Regions from separate parts of the Mus musculus genome. Here all the other regions are linked to region 1. A link is a contact called in public promoter capture Hi-C data. All regions are on one chromosome and are shown on one strand. Each heading gives the region's core, a stretch centred on a gene start, on an enhancer-like site or on the middle of the called end of the contact. The rest is flanking DNA. Distances are from core to core; before and after follow the strand shown. Region 1 holds the start of Cyb5r4 (cytochrome b5 reductase 4). Region 2 holds the start of 4930524O08Rik (RIKEN cDNA 4930524O08 gene). Region 3 holds the start of Tmed3 (transmembrane p24 trafficking protein 3).

The links. Promoter capture Hi-C pulls out the DNA fragments that hold promoters and counts their contacts. Capture Hi-C pulls out chosen DNA fragments and counts their contacts.
Region 2: a contact with region 1 is called in a promoter capture Hi-C map of pre-B cells, with 8 times the contacts expected there. The contact joins the promoter of 4930524O08Rik here to the promoter of Cyb5r4 in region 1. A contact is called at or near these places in 2 of 39 promoter capture datasets (hippocampal neurons and pre-B cells) and 1 of 9 other capture datasets (liver).
Region 3: a promoter capture Hi-C map of liver shows a contact between it and region 1, with 3 times the contacts expected there. The contact joins the promoter of Tmed3 here to the promoter of Cyb5r4 in region 1. A contact is called at or near these places in 4 of 39 promoter capture datasets (the C10 cell line, erythroid cells, liver and 1 more), 2 of 484 Hi-C or Micro-C datasets (CD4 T cells and CD8 T cells), 1 of 115 datasets of contacts at active chromatin or transcription factors (astrocytes) and 2 of 9 other capture datasets (adipose tissue and liver).

The regions. Positions count from the first base shown.
Region 1 is chr9:87,019,946-87,024,733 of GRCm38.p6, reverse strand. It overlaps Cyb5r4 (cytochrome b5 reductase 4), which reads right to left and starts at 2,705. Exons shown (of 16, transcript NM_024195.2): 1 at 2,481-2,705. The coding sequence starts at 2,555. It overlaps Ripply2 (ripply transcriptional repressor 2), which reads right to left. Exons shown (of 4, transcript NM_001037907.2): 4 at 4,293-4,788.
Region 2 is chr9:89,823,879-89,828,666 of GRCm38.p6, reverse strand. 4930524O08Rik (RIKEN cDNA 4930524O08 gene) reads right to left here and starts at 2,148. Exons shown (of 6, transcript NR_040735.1): 1 at 1,430-2,148.
Region 3 is chr9:89,702,884-89,707,671 of GRCm38.p6, reverse strand. Tmed3 (transmembrane p24 trafficking protein 3) reads left to right here and starts at 2,629. Exons shown (of 3, transcript NM_025360.2): 1 at 2,629-2,926; 2 at 4,652-4,788. The coding sequence starts at 2,747.

The DNA.
Region 1 (4,788 bases), core at 1,456-3,955:
ACTGGGTTCTCTCTCCATTCAGTAATCCCTAAGGCAATTAATTCTTTGGAAATGCAACTCAAATCATAAATCTTTCTTCTACAGTGGCTCCTTATTCCTCAACTGTTAATCAGATCCTCTGGTCACAGTTTGCATTACTAGCTCCATGTTTTAGCCTTGACTTTCTACAACTTTCTATCAAATGCTCTGGCCTAATGGGCACAGATTCCCCACTGGTGTCAAGCACTTGCTCATAGTATTTTCCTCCAATCTAACTCTAATTCTTTTTTGGTGCTAATACCCTACTGACGTACGGAATATAATTGTCTGTTTTCTTATCTGTGCTGCCTGTGAGACTAAGTCCCTTGAAATCAGAGACCACCCTTCAACATACTACACTGTCTTAGTATCAGAGACCACCCTTCAACACACCATACTGTTTTAGTATCAGAGACCACCCTTCAACACACCATACTGTTTTAGTATCAGAGACCACCCTTCAACACACCACACTGTCTTAGTATCAGAGACCACTCTTCAACACACCACACTGTCTTAGTATCAGAGACCACCCTTCAACACACCATACTGTTTTAGTATCAGAGACCACCCTTCAACACACCATATTGTCTAAGTTTCCTTTTGCTGCTATGATAAAACACCATGACCAAAGTCAACTTATAGAACAAAGAGTTTATTTTGGCTTATGGTTCCACAAGGGGATTCCATAATGGCGAGGCAGGTGTGGCATCAGGTACCCAGAGCAGGAAGCTGATTAATCATATAGCAACTGCACACAGAACAAACTGAAAATAGGTGAAGCTGTAAACCCTTAAAGCCTGCTCAAAGTGACATACTGTTTCCAATAAAGCCAAGGTTTCATAACATCCCGAGACAGCACCATCAACTGGGAACCCCATGATCAAATGCCTTAGCATATGTAGGACATTACAGTTTCTCAATAAACACTGAACAGCTATTGCATAAGGAATCTGTCTCTGTGTAAGATTCAAATTGGTGAGATTTGAATAAAGGGCGTAAGGTAAGGAATATCTGCTGAGTGCGTAGCAATGCTGTGCTATGGAAAAGTCTCATCTCAGGCCTATGAACAAGACAACAACAACAACAACTGGTCACGCGTACATACACCTGAGCCAGAATGTGACTGCGATGAAGTAGTGGGTCTTGGAAAGACATCTCTTTCCTACTCCAAAGTTCTAGACTTTTAACAATTTAACAATCAGCCTATCTGGCTGAGTTCCATTTTTGAAAACTTTATCTGACTGTTTCATTGTTTTATGCAGTCCTAACTCTGCCTCTCAAGGGTTCGAGATTGTCTCATTTCATAACAAAGAAATTAATCCTACCTGAGGGTCCTATTAAATTACACAAAGATCTTACTTTGCCCTCTTTGGGGACAACAAAACTTACTTCTGCTATCGCATCTAAGGAACTTGCTGTCTTTGCCTAGAAGTTTTCTCCTTTAAATGAATGCTGAGAACATAGCCATTTTAATGAAGAAAGTCAGTTACTGACGTTCTCATTCTACAAAGGGCAACCTTAGACTATGGAGCCAAGCACTTAGCTTAAAGAGAGAGCAAGATACCCAGTTGATGGCTGGTGAGCAGAGGCGCACACACAGCAATGAAGGAAATGTCATAATCACAAGCTTACGTGACTGATAGCAGACTTTCATCAACCTATTTCTTTTTACCAAGAATGAAGATAGTAAACGTCCCTAGCTTCAGGGTAACTGTGAAGATTCAATGGGCAAAGGAAAAGGACTCCAGATACACATGGCCATCAGTGAGCCCACAAAACATCTTAGTGCTATGTATGATTAAAGCTGGGGACAGACATTTCTGAAAAATAAATGAAAACCTCAATTCCTTTTCTGATCTAAGGGCAAAACCTCAGATCTAAGTGGAGAAGAATGGAAAGTCTCAAAGTCATATAAAATAAAACTCGAGAAAGGAATCGAGTAGCCCAAGAAGACAGAAGTCTCAAAAGAAAATACCAAGATGTGGTTACAGAATAAGGAACTAGCAAAATAACATAAGAGCATTCGCCTTGCAATGAATACACTACACAATTTGTACTGAATTTTGCAACTATATATCTGTATTTCCACCTGCTGCTGACAGTAACCATATTCAACAAATAGACAAGAGCATGGTACCAGATTCAAAATCAACCAGGGGTGTCTACAGATGAGGCAGTGCTGGAACCACTGGCTACCGTATACACAGAGGAGTGCGACTTGAAGAGGTGGCACTAAATCTGACGGCAGGTTTGCAGACTCCAATCATCCCTAGCCACCGCCACTGCTCAGCCTGGATCTTTGACCGTAAAGAACAAAAGACTGGAGAGGACAGCTTGAGACAGAAATGCAACCATGCCGGAAGCGGGGTGCCGAGTGGACTTACCGCGGCCAACTTCAGCAGCTCAAACACACTTAGGGCGTTTGAGTTAGTAGTCGAACGAACGGCGTCGCCACTTACCTTGCTGCGCCCCTGGGAGGAGACGCGCTGCTGGGAGCCGGGGGCCGGGAAAGCCTGGGAAGGGACGTTCAGCATCCTGGGCCCCCGGCTCGGGCCGCATCCGGGCTCCGCCACCGGACAGGCTGCCCTGGTGGGACCCCAGCGCCCACCACCGTCCGTGCGGGCTCCTTGGCCCGGCCGAGGCCAAGCCCCCGACCCACTTCCGGGGTCGCCAGGGGTCAGGCGCGTCGTGACGCAATCACGCTCACGAGAGGCGGGGCGGGGGCGGAGTCAGAGGAAAGGCTCACTCACTCTGTGAGCCCGGTCGCCCGGCTTGGGAAGGGGTGGCTGTGCGGGGGTTGGGGGCAGGGCAGCGCATGCTCAGTTACTCTTTGGTCCTAAACTTCAGCACCACAAGGAAATGACAGCTTTCTGCTGAAAGATCAGAGAGTGAAGCTGTTCCCCAGCCCTGGTGCTGATAGAGGCCGAGGGTTATTTCTGGTAGAACAAGAAGACCAGTGCCTGTCTCTTGATAAACAACAATTGAAATATGAAAGAAAACAACACTATCAAAACGTTCAGACTGCTGAATAGTTCTCTCCTGTAAAATACTAAGCTCTAGGAAAGAGGACTTCACAGTTTCATGAGCTAAGAAGCCGAACTCAAGCAGCCTCTGCTGTGGGTTAAGAAACGTCACGTTTGGGGAACCAGTCTGGAAAACGAGTAAAAGACGTTTCCAGACGACGTTTCCAGAAGACCTTCTCTATCCATACACTCACACATTCTTCCTCCTCCCATAACTCTTCACTTTCCCTGAAATCTACAAGTAGCTCACTCCTAAATAGAGTGATTTGGTTTTGGTGTCATCCTTGTATTTAATGGCCTATGCACGCTACTTTTTATTAAAGGAACATTTTGTCTGTATAGGCTTGGGTTTCTGTAAGAAATAAATGGCTATATCTAAACCATATACTGTATATATTAATAGGCATGTAACAAAAGACAGGCCACCTTATACTATCCTGATTTGTTAACAAGAGAAATTCCTAACACTGTGGGTCCATGTTAGTGATACATTGGCTTTTTCTTTTTGCTAGGAAAATACACAGATCCACAGGGTGGAATCCAATAGAAAGAGAACATTTTCCCAAAGAGTAGTTCTAAATAACCCATCCCATTCTCTGTGGGGTTCTAATTTTTTCTGATTCTGGACACATCATTTACTCCAGCTATGTAGTTTCCAGAGTCCCTGGGAGTCAAAGTTGTGATAATGTGGTTTAATATTATGAGAGAGTCTGTGGATATGCTTAGTCATTCAAGCACGGGACATTTCTTAGCTAGCTAATTACCTCTCATCTCCACCTCTACCCATTTTTATTCTGGAATACTGCAGGAAAATATTTTTGGTATATTGTCAGACAAGCATTGAACTTGCAGTTCTCCTGCCTCATCCTCACAAGTAGCTCAGATTATAGATTAATAAAATATGTTTGTTTGCACCTGAACTGCTGAGCAGGTGATTATATAAAAACTAAAAGGACTTCATGAGCATAATCTACTGTGTCACCCTAACCATGCAAGTCCATCGTCCATCTCATTAAAGTATGGAATAAGTTTTCTTCTGTGATGCCTATGTAAGAAAAATCAGTCACTGAGGATTTATTTTACTCCCCAGAAGAAGATGTTTATATGAGAATATTGTGAGCGGGAAACTAAAGCAAAAGGAAAGTGGATAATGTTGAATTTTATGTCTTCCAAATCTTAGCTTTATCCAGGACAAAAGAAAAGAGAGCAACTTCATGTTCTCACCGTTTTTAGACTCTGTACAAATCATTCAAATTTAAACCTTTTTTTTTTAATTATAGGAATCCTTCAACATATACAGAAAGTACTGAACACCAGATTAAAGACAACAGGAGAATATCAGAGTGAGAGTCACACTACTCCATACTTAATTACAGTCCTTAAGATTTAAGTGACCCAAGATTGTTTTTCTTTCTCAACTATAATTACTTAAAGCATTTCCCTATGAGCAAGCAAACAAATACTAATATCCGTGAGAATAGTAGCAGCACCCAGTTTTCCTCACTAACTGCCAAGATTATATCATCTGTAACTAAACATCCAATTGAGATCAGCAGAAAACACCAGACATTACAAGAGCCGGTCTTTTAAAAAAACCAAATAGTTCCTTGAAAAATTATAACTAAAGATAAATTTGTGATTTAATAAAAAAAAAACCAGAAGTATTCTTTGTGAATCACAAATATTTATAACACAATCAGGACATTTGTACATGATGTCTATCTTAAAATCCCAACATTTAATT
Region 2 (4,788 bases), core at 899-3,398, 2.8 Mb before region 1:
TTTGAGGGAGGCTGGAATAAACAAACGGTCACTGCCCTGTGGAGCCCAGAGCACCTGAATGGTGAGTACGTGCTCGGGCACTCTTGCCTGTTTTTCATGTGGTCTAGAAGAGATTGCTTCCCTCAGGGATCCAAATATCTAATGTAGAAGAAACCACACACCTTCTCAGGAATCTCCTTGTCACCTTGCCATGGTGAAGGCACAAATCCTGGGCAGCCTTCTGCCCTATGCAGTCACCAGGCTGGCCCCGGCTGTCTCTGGGAGGCTGACTCATGCCAAGGAAACAGATCTGGGAATGTCTACAGAGTTCCTGGTGGTAAGGATGAAGAACTGGGCATAAGTGGAGAGCCGGGACATGTGCAAACGGTGAGGCAGTCACTGAGCCGCTGGAAGAGTCTGGGGTGTCTGCTCAGCAGGTACCCACCAGTTCCTGCTTTTTATGTGAGGGTTCTCTAGAGAAACTGGGGAACGAAGTAATTTTATCCCTGAGAACATCTCTCTTAAACACCATGAACCTCATTGTACCCGACAAATGCAAGCTAGGGAAGAAAGGGTTCACAGGTCAACTACAACAGCAGCAGCTTGTCCCCTTACGTCCCTAAACAGAAACAGATAAAACATTAATTACGTGTAAGACAGTGCTTAGCCCTCTCTCTACCCATTCATTCCTGGACCTACCCCATAAATGGTGCCTCCTGCTTTCTACATGAGTTGGTCTTCCCAACTCAATTCACCCAATTACGAAACTCCTTCATAGCCCCAGGCCAACCTAATCTAAATAATTCCTCATTAAAACCTTCTTCCCAGCTCATTCTAGGTTGTCAGAGTCGACATCACAGTCATTTTCTTTACTTGTAAACAGTGATGGATAATTGGGACAAGCAGAGTAAATAGCAGCGTTACTCTGAGTGACAATCCCTGATGACTGTCTTGGCCTTGTGACAGTACTGTCTGAAGTGAACGACTTGGTTTTAACCCTTGTTGCCTGCAGAATTTTTCACGGAGGCTTCTCTAGATGTTGGAAGCTGCAGACATTTCTGGATTAGATCTGGGAAGCTTCTGGATGGTGGGTCTCCTCTGAGACTACCTAGACTAGCAATTTCCACATCCCAGCCAGAATCCCTGGATCAAAATCTTGTACGAAGCTCATTCTGTCTAAGGCTCGTGGTGGGTATAGGGCTCAGAGGCTCACAGGTGCTCCCTCTTGTGGGGCGGTCTGCAAGTAGCATTCTTCATCCGGGTGTCGGAGGAATATCCGTAAAACGTATTCCTTGGTGGAAGCCATGACTCAATTTAATGGGAGTGAAGATCACAGAGAAGAAAATTACCCAGAATGACTTAGGAACCCTTTGCTTTCTCCTGGCCTCAGTTTCCCTATCTGTATTTTGAGACTGCAGTCTTCCACGCTCTCAACATCCCAAGCACGTACTATATTAAAGCATGATGCGGGCGCCCCCTTGTGGTCAGAAAAGGCCTTGGCTGTTGGAGGAGTTGATGGCGTCTGTAGGTTTACGCAAATGGAGGCCCAAGACAGGCCTTCCTGTTTTCTGCTCGATTTAGTGCTCTGTCTCGAGGTTAGTCTCTTCTCTTGATTGATCCTCATATTCTCACATCGAGTGGAGCATCAGGAGGCCCAAAGAGACATGATGGACAATGTTCCCTTGGCGATGCCACTAACTGCGTGTGATTTTCGCCAGGGCCTTTTACCGGAAGCAGGCTTACATAACTGCAGTGATGGGGGATGGGCACTGTCAGCCTTCAACCTGGCATCTAGGAGGTCTGTGAAATCCCCTGAGGTCTAGGGAGCATTTGTGCAGACCAGCAGTTGTAGGAGACAAAGGTCCAGTGTTTTGTCTGCGTTTCTTGAGGTGGCTTTGCCGCTTTGAGTGCATTAGTGATAAAGCTTCAGGGGAGAGGCCTTACCTTCAGAACGCTCACATCGGGCTCCTTTTTGGTCACCAATACTGAGTAGACGTGCTTTAAAAGCCAAAGAAAAATGAAGAAAACAACAAACAAACAAACAAACAAACAACAAAAAAAGCCAAGTCCCCTAGATCAGAACTGACAACCAGGGCAAATGGTCTCAGCTCTGTATACCTCTGCCTGCTGGTTTTCCTGTCCTGTAATCCCAACGTGATCCCTGGGAACTCCAAAGACAGGAACTGACAACAGGCAGTCCTGGCGGGCTCTGTTAAGCTACAAGGATGGATGATGGCTGGCTTCAGTTTCTAGTCAGTTTCACACTGCCACGGAATCGGTGACCGGTTCTGTCTCCTTTTTGCAAATCATGAGTAGAGGTGGAAGAGGGAGGCTAAGTCACCACGGTTAGTTCACTTGATTCTCACAATAGCTCTGGGAAGTAGGCCTGTTATCACCATGTACTTACAGAAACTGAGTCTTGGAACTGGAGAGTGACTTATCGCATACCAGAAAAGGTGTTGATGGTGGGGCTGTGTGCGTGTCCATGTGAGTATATATGTGTATATATTTGTGTGTGTGTATATTTGCTTATGTGTTTGCATATATGTGGGTGTATGTATCTATGTGTGTGCATTTATGTATTGTGTATATATGTATATGTGTATATATTTATATATGTATGTATGAATGCATGTGTATATCTGTGTGTGGCATATTTTCCTCTAAGTTTTACTATGTAGTTTTTTAAAAAATTTAGCATATGTTACTTAGGCATGATAATGGGTTTTATTATGACAGTCTCTTACATATATAGCACGTATTTTACTCCTAGTCACCTCCATTACCCTTTCCTGTCACTTTGCCTCTCCTGCTGAGCCTTCCTCCCACCCCAGCTAGGCCCCACAATGTTACATTCATGTCTTCTTTACAAAGAGGAACTACTGAGTTTTGTTAGTGTTGCTTACAGAGACATGGCTGCAAAGGTGTTGTTACAGGAGAGCACACACCTTCACTGAAGACAATGTCTAGTCCTCTCCCAGACACCACGGAATCGCTGGGCTTTTAATTGTGATTTGCAGCTGGCCCATGTGGCACTCACAGGACTGACGAGGGGCACTCAGCACCTCAGGAGACATCATGCCCAACTGTTGGAGCCACTGGTGTGTCCACTAGAGCATTCTGAGCACGTCCCCAAGGTGTCTGACTGAGGTCCTTGTCCCAGTTTCTGGACTGAATTTCTGGCTGTATAGCAGTTTCGGACAACCCATAACTCTCCTCTTCAGTTTCTCATTTCCTGGTGACAGGATCTTATCTTGACATTCCCTGGCCCACACCTTGCTTTGATCTGTCACTGGGCTTGGCAAGTCACTCATGCAGAAGTCCACATGTCCTCTCTGTTCCTTACAAGGCCTGGAGACTGGCAGCTCTCCTGGCCCCCCCTCCCTGCACAATAACATAGGGCCACACCCACAGAACAGTTTATCAACACTGGGGCACCAGTGACTTCCCACCACTTACCTGATCCCCACCCCAAGTCTTCTGTATGAGGGTGTCCTGGATACGTGAGAAATTACCAAGCATTCAAATGTTATGCTTATCTTTGTCCTTGGGGTCTGAGAGGGCCAGGATCTCATGGACATCTTATATTCCCAGCTAGAACAAGGTCCTCCCATCCCACTTCTCCCTTTCTCTACCACACCAGTGAACACTATGGCTGGGTTCTGTGTTACTCTCTCTTCCCTAACCACCGTGGCCATCAAGTCTGCCTCTGTCCACACTGGACTGTTTGAGGCTGGTCCTCACTTGCCCGTGACATGGTCACCATCTCCTTCACTGTGTTACTGAAGTCCAAATATCCAGAATCTAGGCGTGGAGTGCATAGCATGCCCACTGTTCTGTGAATTCTCACTGTCATGGCCACTGAAAATCCCTACGCCTATTAAATAAGCGAATGCAAGGGTGGATTGACAAGACACTCCCCGCTGCTCTCAAGCCGTGTCCCGCCGTACTGAATACAGCTGCACTTGCTCCTTGGATATTATTACATGCAGAATTTCACCTCCATTCCCATTAAATACAATTCATTCATGCCTGTAAGCGCTTTATAGATAGCCTTCTTGACCCTCCCATCGATTTAGTGAGGGAGAGACCCAGGGAATGATTGACAGATGCTCAAAGCTCAAGCAACTTCTAGAGACAACCTTCCCAATGCCGTGGCCATTTAATAACAGTTCTTCATGTTGTGGTGACCCCCCCCCCCACCATAAAATTATTTTTTGTTGCTACTTCATAACTGTAATTTTGTTACTGTTATTAATCAGAATATAAAGATTTGATATACAGGTGGTCTTAGTTGACCTCTGTAAAAGGGTCTTTCAATTCCTCAAAGGTCATAACCCACAGGCTGAGAACCACTGCATTAAGGGGTGAAGCCGGGACACCATCCCAGGTAGGGTTAACTCAGAGCTGAAGCACAGAGCACAGTGTTCTGTGCTGTGCCCAACCACAGGGTATTTGCAGATGAGAGGCACCTGACTCCCAGTGCCTCATCCAAAGTACAATAGAGTCCAATTAGGGCACTCACCTTCCCCCCCCATCCCCCAGGTGTCAAACGTCTTTAATCAATAGGCTTCAGCTAGAGTTTAAAAGTTGGCTTCGGATCACCCTGGATGTATAATTACGTATTGTAGCAACACATCCGTATGGCTGTCACACCCCATCCCATCATTAAGCCAAGATGAAAAGGACCTCCAGCGAATTCCAGACTAACCTTCTGAGCCTGTTTTATCAAGGAAAGAAGCTGGGTCATTAATGACCTCTCTCCAGTGACATCCCTTTCTCTCTAGGAAATTTCCTCTGGCTTCCCCT
Region 3 (4,788 bases), core at 1,380-3,879, 2.7 Mb before region 1:
TAGATCAGCGTTGGACTCTATTGGCCAGTAAAATGTATAGAAAGTGATATTGAAAGAATTCAGAAACCTAGCTCTTAGAGAACATTGCTATCTGTGCCTGGGTCCTTTTGGGATATTTCTCTGAGTATGTCACATAATACTGAGTATGTCACATAATAGCCTAGCTTGTACCTGTTTGGCTGGTAGGAAGTCCAGCAATCCTCTGAGAGGGGCGTGAGGATTATAGGAAAGATGGAAAAGAAGACTCATAGACAAAGGTTAGAAATGAGGAGGGCTGTCCAGTCTTGAGTTTAATTCTCTTAGGCTTACAGTATGTCGGGAAACAAAGTCACAAGCCAGCAGAGACAATGGATGATGTACATTTGATATCTGTACCCATCCGGAAGCCTTCCTAATCCTGCTGTTCCTTCCTCCAAGATTAACAGAACATTTAGCCCCTTGCCGTGAAGTTCAAGTATATCCCCTCTTATTGTAGACCCTGGTCTGACTTGACTCTGCCTGACAGGCAGGCTTTCACAGAAGCAGGCAAGATGACTTCCCGCAGTAGCCTCCTAGTGGTGAGAGAATGCCTGGAAGAGAAAAAGGCATTAGAGCCAGTAACCTGTATCTGCCCTAGACATGCCAGTGGGGTTATCTTGCACAGCCCAGCACAGATGGACTCTAGATGAATGTAGCATCATGGGCAAATCCAGGGAAGACTGCCTGACGTTCAACTGTCCAAAACCATGGACTCACAAAACCATGGAGATTATAAATTGAGGCTGGCTCAAGCTGCTGACACACAGAAAAAGTGAACAATGACAAGAGCTACTGAATTAAACATCCCGGGCTCCTTATCAAATAGGAGCAAACTTATTTTTTTTAAAGACATGGCTACTAGTGAATATTAATTAATATAAACTATGTTGAGCTGGTTACTCAATTAATATAAATTATGTTGAGTTGAATAGTGAGATGACAGTGTGTCTGGTACATTGTTAGTGCCCGCACACTTTTAAAGCTTTCATTTCCTATTGGTTTTTAGCTTCCATGCTAAGTCCTGCTATTTATTTATTTTCCCTTGGGCATTCTCTGTTTGAGTCAGCTTCCTGGCAATGTCTATGCTGGCTTCCTCCTAATCACATTCCTTTGACTAGTGCCCCAAACGGAAAATAGCTCTCCTAAAACAATACAATAGGTACCACCTGATCACTGTCTGCTAAGGCAATAATTTATTTTTTTAAAACTCAGGCATTTTCTCTTGTCTTATATGTAGTTTGATGCTGATTCCAATTCTGCCTGCTCCAACTTAAAGAGCTGTGAAACCAGGCCTCTTCTTTTGAACCACTGCAGATTCCCCCTCCCTCCCCCACCCTCCCAACCCCCATCCCCACCACCTGGAACTTAAATGTAGCGCTTCATCTTTAACTTGTGGGAACTTCAGTTTTGTTTTGTTTTGTTTTGTTTTGTTTTTCTTCACTTGATTTTCCAGTTAGATGATTATAACTTTCACATCTTCAAATACTCTTCATTAAAAATGTTAAGAGTTGGAGGAGAGATGGCTCACTGGTTAAGAATACTTCTAGAGGACCCCAGTTTGGGTCCCAAAAGCCTTATCAAATGAGTGACAACTGCCTGCAATTCTAGCTCCAGGGGATCCAAAGCCTCTGGCCTCTTTGGAGACCTGCATTCATATATACATACTCATATACACACATGTGCATACACATAATTGAAAATAAGAAATATAAGTCAATGTTAAATAGGACAAGCAGGGAAGGAGCCCCAAGGCACACAGCTCAACACCTCTTTCACATCTAATCTAGCACAGAGATAGTACATTTTATTAATAATTATATTATGGGTGCTGCTTTCATGCACATTAGCTCCTTGATACAGGATCCAGTATGGCCAGTGGTAGTGTATGCCAATTTTATCTATGTGGTAGTATATATGAGTAGTGAAATTCTTTGTTAAAATTAAGATTCACCATATCTAATAATGTTCTACTGACAGTAAGTGTTTATGTATCAGCAAATATTATAACATGTAATGTCTCTTTGTTTATGGACTATGGTGAACATAAAATCATATATATCCTTCTTAGGGCAGTTGTCATGAATAAGACAATAAATCAACTTGTCTTTCAACACTTTTAGAAGTTAAAGGGGATGGCAGATTCTCTCTGAAAAAATTTTCAATGTGACCCGAATGCGAAAACATAATTGAAATCCTTTAGATGCTTTTATTTCCAGAAGGGAGTCTGTGTGCAAGAAAACCTGTTTTCCCCCAGTGTAGCCATGGGGTTTACTTTGTTGAACACTTCTTCACCTTAGGTAGGAGGGGGGAGTGGAGGATCCGTCGCCTCCCTTCCCTGCGGTTCCTTTCTAGTCCATCGAGTCCTCCTAACTACTGAATGTGTTCATTACGTCCGGGATTTCTCCGGAGACGTGGCAGACACTAAGTGACAGCAAGTCAGAAACAGACTAGAAGCCCAACGGTTTCCGAGTTGAAGGGACGCACTGAGAAGTACCCGAGTCCAAGAGCCGCATCAAATACAATAGCGCCTAAACTCAGTGATGCGCTTGCGCAGCGGGCGGAAAGGTTCCCCGCCCACCTCTCTGGTGTGCGGCTGCGCGCGGAGTGGCCGCCACCCGGAACCGCTGTGCTGAGCTCGCGCCACGTCTCTTCAGGGGGCCCCTCCCCTCTCCCTGCTGTCCCTGCTGTCGCTGCGCGGGAGCCTAGAGAGGACTAGGCCCGGAGCATCATGGTCCACGAGGCTCCGCACGCTTCATCCTTCCAGATGCTGCTACAGCTGCTGCTTCTGCTCCTGCTCCGGGCCGAGCCACTGCGGAGCGCTGAGCTCACCTTCGAGCTGCCGGACAACGCCAAGCAGTGCTTCCACGAAGAGGTGGAGCAGGGCGTGAAGTTCTCTCTGGATTACCAGGTGCGGCCCTAGCCGCGTCTCACTGGGGCTACTGGTGCGCCGCCATCCGGAGCGGCCAAGATTAGCCACCAAAGGCTGAGGGGGTCGGGGATAACAACCCCAGACCGGTTGACTTCTCCCTGAGAAGAAACGTTTGTATCTGCCAGAGCCCTCCCGAAGTGGGCCAGGGGCACTGGGGAGTTAGGCAGGCTACAGGTGAGCGCTCAGGATGGGGGGCCTGTTACCGCCCCCTGTCGCCCCCTGCAGAATTGACCAGAATGACCTCTCCCAGGTACCTCCAGGAACATCAGTATTAATTAGCTGGACACCCACTGGGTGGCAGTCTGACCCAACTGTCACTTTGGGCTGGGTGTCTTGCTGGTGCTGAAGTCAGCTGCATCCTTTACAGCTGGAGTTTGGGGTGACATAGTTGGAGTGATGAAGGGTTTTTTTTTTTTGAAAGGAGGGTTCAGTGCAGACTTCGAACCCTGCCAGTGTATACTTAAGGACAGTCACACACACTCCCTCCCCAGTGGTGTGGCTATGTGGCTTGCCTCTCTGCTTACCATATGGCTCAACAAAGTTAGGTCCTGCACTTTGGTCTCCATGGACAGATCTCATAGCTAACAGTTGCTTTGGTAAAGGCTCTATCCCCTAGGGTTAATGAGTAGGCATAGGGTCAGAGGGATGAATGACCACCATAAAGCAAGACCTCTAGAAATGAGGTGACACAGGCACCCCAGTTGTGTACAATGAGTAAGCCCTTCTATGGTAGACGCTCTGAAGGTTGCTTCTGCTGACAATTCCATGTATGGTGGAGTCACTGATGAGACTGCTCTCACATCTATGGACGACATACAGTGTGTGTGTGTGTGTGTGTGTGTGTGTGTGCCTGCCTCAGCACAGGCAGCCTAAGAATAAGAACAATATTCTTGGCTGGGCAGTGGTGGCGCAGGACTTTAATCCCAGCACTTGGGAGGCAGAGGCTGGTGGATCTCTGAGTTCGAGGTCAGCCTGGTTTACAGAGTTCCAGGACAGCCAGGACTATACAGGGAAACCCTGTCTCGAAGAAACAAAACAAAACAAAACAAAACAAACAAGAACAACAACAACAACCGCCCCCCCCACCCCAGCATTCTTGATGTGGCTAGTGAGGCTCCAGAAGCCGTTGAGGGTAGGCATGCCCCATCAGTGGGGGGAAATCTATAACCACCAAAGAGACAAGCCTCTGAGAATGTAAAGGGCTTTCTAGATTAGATTGCAGTGGGAAGAGCCACCCTAAGTGGGAGTACCATCATTCACCAGGCTGAATAAAAAGGAGGAAACCAGCTGAATGCTATCGTTCATTTCTCTGCTTCCTGACTCTGGATACCATGTGATTAGCCCCTACCCCTACCCCTGGAAGCCTTCATGTTCCAGATACCATGCCTTCTCCCTGATGAACTATGCCCTCAAATTTATTTGCAAGTCAAATAAATTTGAATTTATTTGCAAGTCAAATAAATTTGGATTTTTTTCCTTGAATTGCTTCTGTCAAATGTTTTGTAGTAATACTAAGAAAAACACCGAGTGCAGTGGTCACTGCCTCTTAACTGCGTAGGCTCAGCAGGATGGGAAGCTACATGGAGTCTGTGTTGGAAAATGGTGAGGGTTAAATTACAGAATGCTTAGCGGGGTCCCCGTTATGGTCAGCATTTCAAAGAATTGCTTGCCTCCCCATCACTGCACCCTTTTTGTGGTTGTCAGGTTATCACTGGAGGCCACTACGATGTGGACTGCTATGTGGAAGACCCCAGGGGCAACGTCATCTACAGGGAGACCAAGAAGCAGTATGACAGCTTCACGTACAAGACAGAGGCCAAGGGCGTCTACCGGTTTTGCTT